Linked DNA regions of Ovis aries: region 2 is linked to region 1. The links are chromatin contacts, called in public Hi-C maps. All regions are on one chromosome and are shown on one strand. Each heading gives the region's core, a stretch centred on a gene start, on an enhancer-like site or on the middle of the called end of the contact. The rest is flanking DNA. Distances are from core to core; before and after follow the strand shown.

Region 1 (7,352 bases), core at 1,851-4,350:
ATCATTCAATGAGGACAGTTGATTGGGACTGGGTAAGAATCATGACACAGCTTTCCAGGATTGGGGGAGCAGTAAGACGAGGATTTTAAAATAAGCCAAGATTTCGAGGGATTCAAAGAATCTTAGGAGGCAAACTGTCCATTGGTACTTTCCACTGAAGAGCTGATGGGTGTTTCAGCAATTCCTTGTAGTGATTAAACTATTTTCCTGGACAGAAGACTCTGGAGAGCACAAAGGCAAAGACAGGGAAAGAGTGAAGTTACCTTAATGCAGACAGAGGGGTCTGGTTCCCAGCTGAATGTCAGTAAAGATACTTTCCATTCCCTAAATCCAAGCATGGCCTAGAAAGAATAAAGGTCCTTGAAAAGTCAATGAATTAATGATATCAATAAATATGTCTTTATAGAGAACAGACTTGTGGTTGCCAAGGGGGAAAGGGAATAGGTGGGGGGGGCTGCAGTGGGAGTTTGGGTTTAGCAGGTACAAACTAGTATACACACGGTGAATAAACAACAAAGTCCTACCATATAACCAGGGGAACTATATTCAATATCCCTTGATACTCCATAATGGAAAGGAATATGAAAAAGAATGTATGTATACGTATAACCCAATCTCTTTGTTGTACAGCAGAAATGAACCCAACATTGAAAACCAACTATACTTTGATTTTTAAAAAGTCTCTAGCTTTCCAGAAAGCACTGTTGGCCAGTTGTGGAGTGAGATGACTTTACTTTGTACAACCCAGAAATACAGTACCTAGAGAGGTAGAATCCTGAGTGCAGGGCCGGGGAGCCTGAGATGTGAGGATGAGGAAGCTTGCTGTCCCCTCTTCTGTGCTCTGGTCATCACCCATGCCATTTGGTAGGATCGGGGGCTGTGTGGGAAAGTCTGCGACAATGGTGCTTCTGTTCGTGGGGCTCCTTCCACCTGGGGCACCAACCCTCTTTGCCAGACTCATGAAAATGACAGCACAACAAAGCCCCTGATGATGCTTTAAATGGAGTTGTAAACCAACTAGCTCTTCCTCCACCTCCACGCTGCTCCTACTCCCCGAGACTGTGGACCACGTGCTCCCTCCTCTGGGTTCCCGGCACCTGTATATTGCACACCCTAACACCCCCAGCTCACAAGGCCATCTCCCCCGTCAGACTGGGAAGGCCAGGCTGGGACTTCGATTCACGGCCGTGTTCCCATGTCCAACCCAAAGCAGGTGCTTAATAAGTCTTTGCTGAATGGATGAGGTGCTTCTCTGTAGGGGATGGTGACTTGCATTTTCCTCAGACCCACTCTCTGAGACTCAGGTTCCTCTCATTGTCCTTATCTGCCAATGCTGAGATTTGCTGGTGACCTTCAGGAATCCCCCTGTACTTGTGAGAATCTGAAGAAGCGGGCCCAGTCTTCAAAAGCTTTCAGATCCCCTTTCCAGTGGGGACTGGCTGTGGGGATTGCAGGAGACCCCTCTATCTTCCTGTGGCCCCAGCAGGATCCTTCTGGGCTCTGGAAGCTACCTGGGTTAGCAGGCCAGCCACATCTCTCCCCAGCTTCCTGGACTTAGAGGATGAACTAGTTATTATAGAAACTCAGCAGCATTAGCCAGGCATTCACAACATGCAGGCTTTGGCACCGCTCTGCCATTTGGATAATGTTTTTCTCCTGTAATCAGCAATTGACAAAGCTCTCTGGCTCCAAACACAATGTCAGAGAAGGTGTGTGGAACAGGTTGGGAAAAAAGGTTAGCTCCAGGCCAGGCTCAGTACCTCTCTGACAAGCGGGAGAGGTGCTGATTTCTCTGCGGCTTTTGGACAGACCTTAGTGGGGGGATCAATGGAGGTTCTTTAAGTTTCCTACAGTCTCTACCAGAATCTCCCTCATGTCATCTCCCCAGACATGATCTAGATGAAAATGTGCATAAATGCTGGTTTTACCTTTTTTGGCTTTGGCTACGCTGGGTCTTTGTTGTTGCACTCGGGCTTCTCTTACTGTGGGACTCAGGCTCTAGAGCTCCCAGGCTCGGTAGCTGCATTTATCAGCCTTTTCCAGTTGCAGCGCTCAGGCTTAGTTGCCCTCTGGCAAGTGGGATCTCTGTTTCCAGACCAGGAATGGAACTTGTGTCCCCTGCATTGGGAGGCAGATTCTTAATTACTGGACAGCCAGGGAAGTCTCTTCAAAATGCAGTTTCATGGAAAATCTTTGAATCTCTCTTCTACCCCATTGATGTATTACCCAGGAATTCTGGAGCTTGTATCAGCATCCTCTGTGCCAAAGTTCTGCTTCCTGGCTGTTTGTTCAGCCAGGTTAGTGAGGATTCCAAATTGTACATAGTAACATTTCTCTAGTCAAGGCTATGGTTTTTCCAGTAGTCATGTATGGATGTGAGAGTTGGGCTGTGAAGAAGGCAGAGCGCTGAAGAATTGATGCTTTTGAACTATGGTGTTGGAGAAGACTCTTGAGAGTCCCTTGGACTGCAAGGAGATCCAACCAGTCTATTCTGAAGGAGATCAGCCCTGGGATTTCTTTGGAAGGAATGATGCTAAAGCTGAGACTCCAGTACTTTGGCCACCTGATGCGAAGAGTTGACTCACTGGAAAAGACTCTGATGCTGGGAGGGATTGGGGGCAGGAGGAGAAGGGGACGACAGAAGATGAGATGGTTGGATGACATCACTGACTTGATGGACGTGAATCTGAGTGAAGTCCGGGAGTTGATGATGGACAGGGAGGCCTGGCGTGCTGCGATTCATGGGGTCGCAAAGAGTCGGACATGACTGAGTGACTGAACTGAACTGAATTGAACTGAACATTCCTCTGTGACTGTGAAAATAATTTTTTTCTGATAAACAATGATCTCACATGACTTCATCACACAACTACGCATTTCTTTCATTGCCTTTAACATCCATCTCAAATATTTTCTTCTCTTCTCATCTCCTGGGACACTTACTGCTGCCGCAGTGTCAGACCACGAGGCATTTTACTATGTGTCATTCACTGCTTTTCCACTATGGTTGCTTGCGTCTCATGTCACTCCTCCCTGGAGGAAAGCCTCCCCAACTTTACCCTCAGTGTTACTCAGGCTAAGTTTAAGTAAATACAGGCTCATGATACAATTTCCCAACACATAAGGAAATGAGTCGTCATGAGTGAGAATCAGCAGAAACTTGAGCAGCAGACCTAGGTATCCTAAGATTTCAGATTGTGGAACAGTTAGATACAGATCACTAAATAATGGTACATGGAATTTTAAAAAAGCATTTAAAATGAACAATCAAAAGAAACTTCCAAGAATAACCAGGTGTGTATATATGTGTGTGTATTTTTTTTTGGCTGCACTGATGCAGGATCTTGGTTCCCTGACCATAGATAGAACACAAGTCCCCTGTATTGGGAGTGAAGAGTATTAACCACTGGACTACCAGGGAAGGCCTGACCATGTATATTTTTAAAAGAACCAAATAGAACTTTTAAAAATGAAAATGAATGGATGAAAAGCAGATGATTAGACACAATCAAAGATAGAACTGATCACAAGAAGGACTGAGTGGAAAAAAGTTAGCTAGTATGCAGCACAGAGAGATGAGGAGAAAAACCGTGAGATATTAAGAAACTCAGAAGACTGAATGATAAAGTCTGACACAGGTTTCATTAGAGTTCCAGAGCAGGCAATGGGCTTCCCATGTGGCACTAGAGGTTAAGAACCTGCTTGCCAATGCAGGAGCCGCAGGAGATGTGGGTTCAATCCCTGGCTTGGGAAGATCCATCCCCTGGAGAAGGAAATGGCAACTTGCTCCAGTATTCTTGTTTGGGAAATCCCATGGACAGAGGAGCCTGGCAGGCTACAGTCCTTAGGGTTGCAAAGAGTCAGATATGACTCAGTGACTAAGCACAGTGTTTGAAAAGATAATGGCTTGAGAATAATCCAAAACGTACACAAGTTACAGGGGAAAATCCACATGATGATCTTAAAAGCCAGGAAAAAGCATTCAAGAGAAGTCAACAGTCATCAATGCTAAGAAAGTTCAGCAAAACTAGGAACAGGAGGAAAATTCCTTAATCTGAGTGAATTAGTTTTTTCGAGCATACTTTAGAAGCGCCACAGACAAGTGGGCTCATGACAGAAAAACTCTCTCACAGTTCTGGAGGCTAGAAATCTGAGATCAAGGTACAAGCAGGTGGTTCCTGCCGAGGGCTCTGCTAGAATCTGCTCCAGACCTCTTTCCTTATAGATGGCCATTCTCCTGTGTCTCTTCAGACTGTCTTCCCTCTATGTGTTTAAGCTTCCCCTTTTTACAAGGATACCATTTATACCAGATTATTCCCCATCCTTCCCCTGCCCCTGGCCAATGACTTTATTTTAGCTTAATTATCTCCATAAAGATTCTGTCTTCAAAACCAATCACATTCTGAGGTACTGGGGGTTAGTAACTGAACATTTGAATTTGGAGGGGAAGCATAATTCAACCCATAACATAAACTAGGAAACTGTTTCATCTGAGAAACCATCCTTCTCTTTAAAAAAAAAAAAGTTTTTTATTTTGTATTGGAGTATAACTGATTAATTGGCTTCCCTGGAGACCCCAGTTCAATTCCTGGGTTGGGAAGTTCCCCTTGGGAAGAGATAGGCTACCCACTCCAGTATTCTTGCATGGAGAATCCCCATGGACAGAGGAGCCTGCTGGGCTGTAGTCCAAGTGTTCGCAAAGACCTGGACATGACTGAGAGACTAAACACAGAACAGCACATAGCTGATTAAGAATGTTGTGATAGTTTCAGGTGAACAGCAAAGGGCCTCAGCCATACACATACATATGTCCGTTCTCCCCCAGACCCCCCTCCCATCCAGCCTGCCACATAATATTAAGCAGAGTTCCCTGTGCTATACAGTAGGTCGTTGTTGGTTATCCGTTTTAAATGTAGCAGTGTATACACGATGATCCCAAACTCTCTAACTATCCCTTCCCAGCTTCATCTCCCAGCAACCAGAAGTTCATTCTCTGTCTTTGAATCTGTGAGAAACCATCCTTTTAAGTTGGGAAAGCAACTGGAATCTTCATCATTACTATCTTATTTAATACAAAATGGTTGGTCTTTGCTAACATAGACCCCATGGACTGGAGCCTGGTGTGCTGCAGTCCATGGGGTCACAAAGAACTGGACATGACTTAGTGACTAGACAAAGCTAATGCAGCAAGACAAGAAAAATAAACAAAATGTAGAATTAGAAACCAATGTCATCATTTGAAGATGATATTACTGTCTATATATGTGCTATCCAAAAGAAATATAAGGCATATATATAAGCAACAAAGTTTGGTAACCACAATAAACAAAGTAAAAAGGAAAGCAAAATTAATTTTAATACTATATTTTATTCAGCCCTGTATATTCAAAATGATGTTTCAATATGTAACTAATATAAAGGCTTATCCATGAGATATTTTCACTTTTTCTTTGAAATCTAGTGTATATATTTAACATGCACAACTCACTTTACCCATATTTCTTGGTGCTTGATCCCACATGAAGTACTCTACTGCCAAAAAAAAAAAATTAAGTGAAAGCTGGATCTAGGTCTGTCCTTTCACAGAAAATACAAGAGAAAGCCGTTCAGTTGTGTCTGACTCTTTGCAACCCCATGGACTACGCAGTGCGTGGCATTCTCCAGGCTAGAATACTGGAGTGGGTAGCCATTCTCTCCTCCAGGAGATCTTCCCAACCCAGGGATAGAACCCAGGTCTTCCATATTGCTGGTTCTTTACTAGTGAGCTACCAGGGAAGCCCACAGGATACAGAGGAACAAGTTAAATACACCACAAGAAAGCAAGCCACATTCTCCATAGGACAAATAACCTGGTTTCTAAAGCAAATCACAGTTGTAAAAAAAAAAGAGGAAATCAGAAGGAAGGAGTGGTTGGCAGAGGGAAACAGAGACTTAAAGGACCTGACATCCTGCCATAATGTGACTTCAGATTCAAACAAATTAAATGTAAAAAACCCTTGATAAAAATCAGAGAAATGGACATGTGGACCAGGTATAGATGACATTAAGGACTTACTGTAAATGTTTTCATTGTGAGGATGGCATGGTCATTCTGGTGGCTGAATAATACCCCCCAAAGATACGCCCATAACCTAATCCAGATCCAAGAGTATGTTACCTTCCATGGCAAAAGGCACTGTGCTAATGTGATGAATTTAAGGACCTTGACATGGGGTGGTCGTTTTGGATGACATGGGTGGGCCAAAGGCAATTATCAGGATCTTTAAAAAAAGGGAGGCAGGAAGGTCAAAAGCAGAGAAATGTGATGTAGAGGCTGAAGTGATGCAGGGCTGCAAGCCAGCGAATGTACGAGGCAAATGCTGGAAAAGGCAAGGACGTTGGTTCACTCCTAGAAGCTCCAGAAGGAATATGGCCCTGGCTACACCTTGATTTCAGAGAAGGCAATGGCACTGCAGTACTCTTGCCTGGAAAATCCATGGGCGGAGGAGCCTGGTAGGCTGCAGTCCATGGGGTCGCTAAGAGTCGGACATGACTAAGCAACTTCACTTTCACTTTTCTCTTTCATGCATTGGAGAAGGAAATGGCAACCCACTCCAGTGTTCTTGCCTGGAGAATCCCAGGGACGGCAGAGCCTGGTGGGCTGCCGTCTATGGGGTCGCACAGAGTCGGACATGACTGAAACGACTTAGCAGCACACCTTGATTTTAGACCCATTCTGGATTCCTGACCTCCAGAACTATAAGATTATGGTGTGTATAGCTTTAAGTCACTAAGTTGGTGGTAGTTTGTTAAAATAGCAATAGGACATTTGAAAATATGTGTATATATTTATTGGTTTATTTTGGCTGTGCGGGCTCTTCGTTACTGCATGGGCTTTCTCTGGCTGTAGCGAGTGGGGGCTACTCTCCAGTGGCAGTGCGTGGGCTTCTCATTGCAGTGGCTTCTCTTACTGCAGAGCACAGGGCCTAGGACACACTGGCTTCAGCAGTTGCCGCACGTGGGCTGTAGAGCATGGGCTCAGTAGTTGTGCACGGGCTTATTTGCTCCAAGAAACGTGAGATCTCCCCAGACCAGCAATCAAACCCAGGTCCCCTGCATTGGCGGATAGATTCTTTACTACTGAACCACCAGGGAAGCCCAAAATAGGACATTAATACAGGTGTTTGTTTTTTTTTTTTAAGGCCTTGTCACTTAGAGATGTAATGAAGCATTTGAGGGTGGAATGACACAGGATTTACTTTAAATATCCCCCAAAGAAAAAAAAGTACATACGGTAGAAGCTAAAACAAAGTTGGGAAAAACGTTGATAATAGCTGAAGGGGAATGATGAGTTTGAGGAAGCTTGAAAAGTG
Region 2 (7,352 bases), core at 3,210-5,709, 36 kb before region 1:
ACACTAGAACCCAATCACAGTCCCGCAGATACAGAAACCGGCCGCCTGGCTAAGCCTAGACTATGGAGCAGAAAGTGGCAGCTGTCCTTGGAGGACAGACGGGGTCAGGAAAGGTACTGCAGAGATCCGGTTACATGGGGCAGACAGGGTTAGGGGAGCAGGAAGTGCAGGCAGCCTTCTTGAAACTATCAGGGATTTCCCCTCTGAGAACTGGCGAGTGCAGGGATGTGAGGGCAACTCAAGAGGAAAAAACCAACCAAGTATCTCAGTAACACTTGGTTACATGCTTGGGTCACCACACGACTATGTGAGCAGCAGGCCACATGTTCTTTGTATCCAGCCCCTGGCTTTCTCTGTATCCATCAGCTCTGGATGAGGTGAAGACGCGATGGAAGTAAGAGTGACTCTAAGGTCAGCTATGGACTTTGGCTGATAACAAGTCAATACAGGCTTGACTCTAACAAAGGTTAGTCTAGGCGAAGAAGGTCAACTATGGATTTTGGGTGTTAACGTATCAATGCAGGTTTGACTCTAACTACTGCTCAGCTTAGAGTGTTGATGGTGGGGATGGGGGATAGATGAGAACACTCTACTTTCCACTTGATTTTGCTGTGAACCTAAAACTGGCCTAAAAAATAAATTCTAAGAAAGAAAGAAGTGATGAAAGGTTCTTAACAAATTTATGATTTCCTGGCTTTTTTTTTCTTTCTGAAAAGGATTAAGACACATAAGAGAAAGTTCCATTCATTTAAATGTTAAAAGACATTAATTTTAGTCATTTTAAAGAATTTCAAAGAAAATGCCTCCTTTTCAACAATCTTCTAGCATCCTGGGTCTTTTTTCGTTGTTCAAAGTCCATTAATTTCCAAGTGGAAAGTTCCACTCTCTAAGTGAGCCATTCTCATAAACTGAAAGGAAATTCTTGCAATCTTTGGAGAATCCACAAGGCACATGCCCAGAAGCAATGGTGTTCTCATGGCAACCCCCACCGTAACCACAGGTAGACTTCTGCTGGATGAATCTACACTTGAGGGGCCTTCACTTTCTGGGCAAGGGGGAAGGCAGGACAGGAAGGGATGGGCTGGAGGTTCCTCTGCCAGGCCTGTGATTCAGACCATGACTCAGCTCTGACTGGCAGGTCTGTGCTCGGCACCACTCGGTGCCTCTCTGCCTGAAGCTCCCTTTCCAACTTCACGCACTTGGGCCATTCAGAAAATGGCTGAGATGTTGCTAGAGGTAACACAAGGGGTAGGGAAGCACCAGATTTTCTTAAATTAAAAAAAGATTAAGGAGGGGATATTTTAAGGGGGTCCCATTCTATCCTTTTCAAATGTGGGCAAATTCTTCCTATGTGGACTTAGAGCCAGGTAAAAATACCAGCCTCTGGAATGTCCCAACATAGAGCGCTACATATACCCTTGCTGCTAAGTCGCTTCAGTCATGTCCAACTCTGTGTGACCCCATAGATGGCAGCCCACCAGGCTCCTGTGTCCCTGGGATTCTCCAGGCAAGAATATTGGAGTGGGTTGCCATGTCCTTCTCCAATGCATAAAGTGAAAAGTGAAAGTGAAGTTGCTCAGTTGTGTCCGACTCTTAGCGACCCCATGGACTGCAGCCTACCAGGCTCTCCCTCCATGGGATTTTCCAGACAAGAGTACTGGAGTTGGCTGCCATTGCCTTAATCTCTTTCCTTTTCAAGGAAGATCCATCCTATCACACCGTACCTACTTATTTGGTCACAACAAGCTGTGAGTGACGGGCCCTTTTAGGGACAAGGTATCACCTTACCTCCCTATCTCAGTGACCTGGGAACTGACCTGCATCCTGCTCTAAATACCAAGAAGCACAAGGGACTCTTGCCTCCCAACCTCGGAGCACAGCCTACCAACATGTGCAGATCAGAAAGAAAGGCTTTCAAGACCACAAGCTGTTTCTTGCCTAAGGCTCTGTCATTTGAAGCTTTAAAAATGGAATGTGGCGCAACAGACTATAGAAACAAAGGTGGCACATACCTTTCGCGGTGAAGAGATCAACCTCGACAGTGGGATTGCCACGAGAGTCAAAGATCTCTCTGGCGTGGACCTTCAGGATGGACATGGTGAATTTCTGCAGGGAAACACAGTTCACGTTTTCCATGAACCATAACGAAGCCTCAGCTCATTATTCACAAGGTCACGTCTGCGGATTTCTATACTAGGAAGAGTCTGCATATAACTAAAAATTAATGTAGGAAAGGTGACTAGAAAATGCCTGCTGGAAAGCAGTGGGAATTGTTCCTAAAAAGTAGGTGGGGGGCAGCTCTGAAAGGCCCTACTAGTTCAGGGCTGGTCCTGCAAGCAAAGAAAGCCTGACCACATGTGTGCTGGTGGGATTAAAAAAAAAAAAAAGAAACTACAGGAGGAAAATTTGGTTTTTAGCAGAACAGTGAATTAAAAGCTGAAAACACAATTCATCAGGTAACTTGAGGCAGCAGGAGGATCTTTAATGGGTTGATATAGGATAATCAGAAATTATGAGTTTGGAAGAGAAGAGTGAGCTTCTTGGTCGGTGTGCTGAGAGCTTTGCCAATTTCTGAGCCGTTCAAACCTCACAGTGCTTGGGTTTTTAGCAAGACAGGGCACAAAAATAACGTTATCTAATTAGTATCTCTTTCAATGGGCATGTCACCCCATCTAAAAATCTTAATTATGAAATCTTAATTGTACCTAGAGAAATGATTTTTTGAGAACTAGGATATGCCAAGTGAAGAAGTTTCCTTTGAAAACACCTTTAAAAAAAGGTGGGGGTTGCAGCTACAAAGAGTTAATATCAAGAGCTAAAAAAAAAAAAAAAAAAAAAAGTCCTTTTCTTGCTTTCCCTCCCAGGGGATCTCCAAGGAATAAACTAATTGAACAACGTGTAAGACAGAGGTAGACATCTAATCACTGTTCAAAAGCCGGGCCCTCCTCCAGTATCTTCTCTGGAATGTTCTGAAGCAGCAAATGGCATCTTTTTAAGTTTCAAAATTAGACAAGAAGTCACGTGTGTGGCTTTGTCTTTCTAACAATGGAGTTTTTATTCATTAGCCAATAAAAAGACATCTAGTTTTTAATCTCCTATTTTACAAAAAGGTAAATTTGCTTCGTTTTAAAATTCTAGTTAACTCTGGGGTTTGGAAAATCATACCTGTGTAACATTTATCACTGCCAAAGTTTGCTTAGGCCATTTCCAGTCACCGTCCCCTCATCCTCAGGCCACCACTGATTTACTTTACAGATTTTAGATACACTTTTAAACACATCTTCATTTCACTACCTCATCACACAGTTTTAAGATTTCATTTTTGGTTTCCTTTTAGTGATATAAGACAAAGTAATTAACTTATTTCATGATGTAAAAATAAAATTCAACTTATCTTTAAATTGGATAGAAAAACTTTTCTCCGAAGTTATTAAAACGCTATGAGCACAGAGAGAGAGGAAGGTGTGTCTGACTGGGAGCCTGCACGGCTTTTTATCGGTCTAGACCGAACCCTGGACCAGGGGCAGCATGGGCAGATCGGGCAGCCAGGGCCTACACGTGCCCCGGAAGCAGGTCAGTCGGCTGCCCTCACCGCTCAAGGGGAAGACCACATTGCAGAGGAAGCAGCGAACAAGATTTCGTAAAATACATCCTTTTTATGTCAGATCAGGGTTTGACTGTTGGTGGCCAGCCCGGGGAGCCGAAAGCGGCTCGTGCCCGACATGGGTGAGGTCGCCAGGAGGGCTTCCCAATGACTCCCCGGCTCCGCTGCAGTCTGTTCTAGGACAAGCGCCTTCGAAACCCACATTAGTTTCTGCTCATTCTGGAGCAGCGACGGGCTGGACACCCAGGCGCCAGGCCGGGGGCCACCAGCGGGAGGCAGGGGCGCGGGACTCGGAGGGGGGAGTTGCAGCTCCGCGGGAATCTCTCCTTTCCCGGCCATTTTGTCCATTTTCTTAAGCGCCTGGCTTTAATGAGCACGCAGGTTGGACCTGGAGCGCTTTCCAAACCTTCCACCCTCGCCACTTGCTGTCTTGGTGACTGTGTGTTGTATCCCTGATCTCCCGGGACAGTTACGCGGCCCCGTAACCCGTAATCTCAGGCTGAGGTGCACTTCCCCCTCCGGAGAAACCGGGCGCCGTGCCCCAGCGTCGAGCCGCGAGTCCGGCCAGGGAGGCCAGTCGCGAGCGCGGACCCACCCCTTCCCCATCCCAGCCGAACCCCCCACCCGCAGTCTGACTGGCAGGAGCGCCCGCGAGCCCGGGGGACCCACGCACCGCCCGCCCGGGTGCTCGCTCGGCAGCCCTTCCTCGAGTTCTCACCCGGCCGCCGGAGGTCGCCGCCCGAGAGAGAGAGAGACAGAGGGTGCTGCGGACACCGAGGATGAGCGATTAAGTCGCAAAGGCCGAGCGCTCCGACTACCCCAAGCTCTTCTCCGCGCCTCGGGACAGGACTTCCTGCCCAGCCCGGAGGGGACCCCGCCCACTTCCCGCCCCCTCTGCGGCGCCTTGCCATTGGCCGAGCGCGCCGTCACTCGGTCTCTCGTCCGAGGGAAGGGAGGGGCTGCGGTCGCTGCGGATGGATAGATGGGGCGACATACCAGGGAGATGGGCGGGACCAGGCTGGGGCGTCCCCACTGCCCCAGCAAATGGGTGGGGGTATGGACAAGCCCCAATCCCCCCTGCTCCAGTGTCGGGCTGAGGTCCCCCCCCCCCGGCGGAGCGGAATCTGTGGCTCTGGGGCCCCGGGGGAGAGGAGGGGCGGGGCGGCGCGGCCGGCATGAGGACTCGGGGTTCCGTCACGTACTCCGAGTCCCGCACGCATGCAGCGTCGCTCCGGCGCCGCACGTCCGGCCCACGACCTTGGTGACGACCTTCGCGGCCCGTCCTCCCTGGCCGCCCCACCCCTCGCCTGGCTGCGCGGTGCTGGAGACCCCAGGGAGACGTTGGCGGCCACGTGCCCCTACCCGGCTCCCGGGCCGCGGAGCCGGGAGCCTAGCCACGTGCGCTCACTCGCGCCTGCGCCCTGCGTTCCCGGCCGCCCGCCAAGGTGACATGGTCCCTTTGTCTTTGTGCGTCGGTCACTCATAAGTTATCAGGCCAAGATAGCGGAAAGGATGTTCACTTTGTCTTAATTGGAGCTCATTCTTTTTGAGCACTTCCTACGGCCCAGGCACTCCTCCATGTGCGTGCCCAGGGTTAGTTCATTCTTAGCCTCTTGTTAATGTTGCATCTTAAAAGGAGGCCCCATCCCTCCCTTTCTCATCCCTGTGAACCATACTTGTCCTGGTTTGCTTGTGTGTGTGTGTGTGTGTGTGTGTTAGTCGCTCAGTTGTGTCTGACTCTTTGCGACCACCATGAACTGTAGCCCACCAGGCTCCTCTGTCCATGGATGCTGGAATGGCTTGCCATTTCCTTCTCTAGGGGATCTTCCCGACCCAGGAATGGAACCGGGATCTCCTGAATTGCTTGCGGATCCTTTACCATCTGACCTGCTAGGGGAGCGTTGGTTTGGCAGTGGAATTTCACACAGATCCTGGGGGATTTCTCAAAATTCAAAACAGGCAATATTCCTCAGTGGTCTGACAAATAAAAATTAGACAATGGTAGATGTAGTTGTTTTACCCTCTGCTGAAGAATGAACGGATTCCCGTTTTAAATCAGTTCTTCAGTACATCCCCACCCCACCCCAAACACACTCAAGGGAGGGCTTTGTTTTCCAGTAAGAATTATTTGTACTGTCTTAGCCATCCTCTTGGTGTGTAATTCAGAGAGCTAAAACAGTGTCATACATCTTCAGGTTTAACACATTGCATAGAGAGATCAAAGTGTATATTCAAATTATTATTTCTTCTTGTCAGCTGCAAAACCTGCTTTTCTTCCTTAATCCCTAGCTTTGGATAAAGCTGAAGGCCTACTGACTAAGAAGAAAGAACTTTAGGATTAAATTCAGCAAAAAAGCAACAAGGAAATTGTAAAATATTTGCAATATGAATTTTGCAAGCAGAGTTTGTGATTTCCTCAACAATACACTGATGTTTCAGACTGCTTAAAACCAAGATCCCAGCCCCATGACTCAGCAGCTAAATCAACAGCCACCATGTCCTAAACCTTAAGAGTTCTACAGAAATCAGACACTTACAGCTCTTATTTTCAGAGCAATTCTAAGGTGTGGCCCTGAAAGGGCTCCAGAACAATCTCATTTTCTGTTAAAATGGTTAGAGAGATAAAGATAGAAAAACATGACTCTTATAACAGGTCTCTGGCCACAACCAGTGATTCTTCTCAGGAAATCAAATGTAGAACATGATCTCAGACCACTGCTATTGCAAGATTCTTGGAGGCCACTCCCCAGTGTTTTTGAGCCAGCACTTCAACCTCAAATAGGAGCTCAAATGTTAATGATTAGTAGAGATGTCCTCCTATCCTTTCCAAAACTCACAGGCTGCCAAATGCCCTGCCAGTCTCCATGGCTCCTGAGGATTTGTTAGCAGGCTGTGGAACTCATGGTGCCTTCAGTCCATTGCAGGCCATCTACTTTGTTACAGGCGTTTAGTCATTATTTATCACTGACAGTATGCTGGGTGAGCAGTTTCAGTGCAGTGGCAAACCAAAGGCTGCTTTCCTCCTTGCTGGTGGGCAAGGAGAAAAAATGTGTGTACAAGGCTCTTATCAGAAGATACCTACCCTCCAGGTAGGGACTGCATGACATTTGCAGAGGCAATGCCAGGATTGAGGGAAGGTGAATCTTCAGCAGCATGTGATCCACCTGGGTCATAGTGATTCTGTCTGTGGTCTGTGCACCCCTGGTTGAAAACTGCTGGTCAGTGGAATAGGTGGCACACCCTTTTTGGAAGGCAGGTCTTTAGCCAGATAGGAAACTCCAGGGTTAGAGAAGAAGGCCTAGGGAGATAAGAGTTCAGAGTAGTGTAGAAGGACCTCAGGGTATCTAGGCGGATCGCCCCTCCTAACAGTCTAGAAACTTTCTGTGTTTACCTCTGTGGACAAGGAATGTCACCTGCCTTATCAGTAACCAAAGGATGTTACTTTGCAACAAATATCCATATAGTCAAAGCTATGATTTTTTCCAATAGTCATGTACGGATATGAGAGCTGAAAAATAAAGAAGGCTAAGCACCGAAGAATTGATGCCTTCATACTGCAGTGCTGGAGAAGACTCTTGAGAGTCCCTTGGACAGCAGGGAGATCAAACCAATCAATCCTAAAGGAAATCAACCCTGAATATTCGTTGGAAGGGTTGATGCTGAAGCTGAAGCTCCAACACTTTGGTCATCTGATGTGAATAGCTGACTCATTGGAAAAGTCCCTGATGCTGGGAAAGATTGAAGGCAG

The links. A called contact is a pair of places that touch in the nucleus more often than the background predicts.
Region 2: a Hi-C map of tail adipose tissue shows a contact between it and region 1, with 2.2 times the contacts expected there. The contact joins the promoter of ENO1 here to the enhancer-like site in region 1. A contact is called at or near these places in 2 of 16 Hi-C or Micro-C datasets (skin fibroblasts and tail adipose tissue).

Annotation. Positions count from the first base shown.
Region 1 is chr12:43,882,544-43,889,895 of ARS-UI_Ramb_v3.0, reverse strand. No RefSeq gene overlaps it. Among named protein-coding and RNA genes, the nearest start is that of ENO1, 36 kb to the left of the region's middle. Within about 2 kb of position 3,100, at least 3 of the 54 cell types and tissues checked have an H3K27ac peak or open chromatin away from gene starts, as enhancers often do.
Region 2 is chr12:43,919,507-43,926,858 of ARS-UI_Ramb_v3.0, reverse strand. It overlaps ENO1 (enolase 1), which reads right to left and starts at 4,459. Exons shown (of 12, transcript XM_042257292.1): 1 at 4,278-4,459; 2 at 2,013-2,106. The coding sequence starts at 2,097.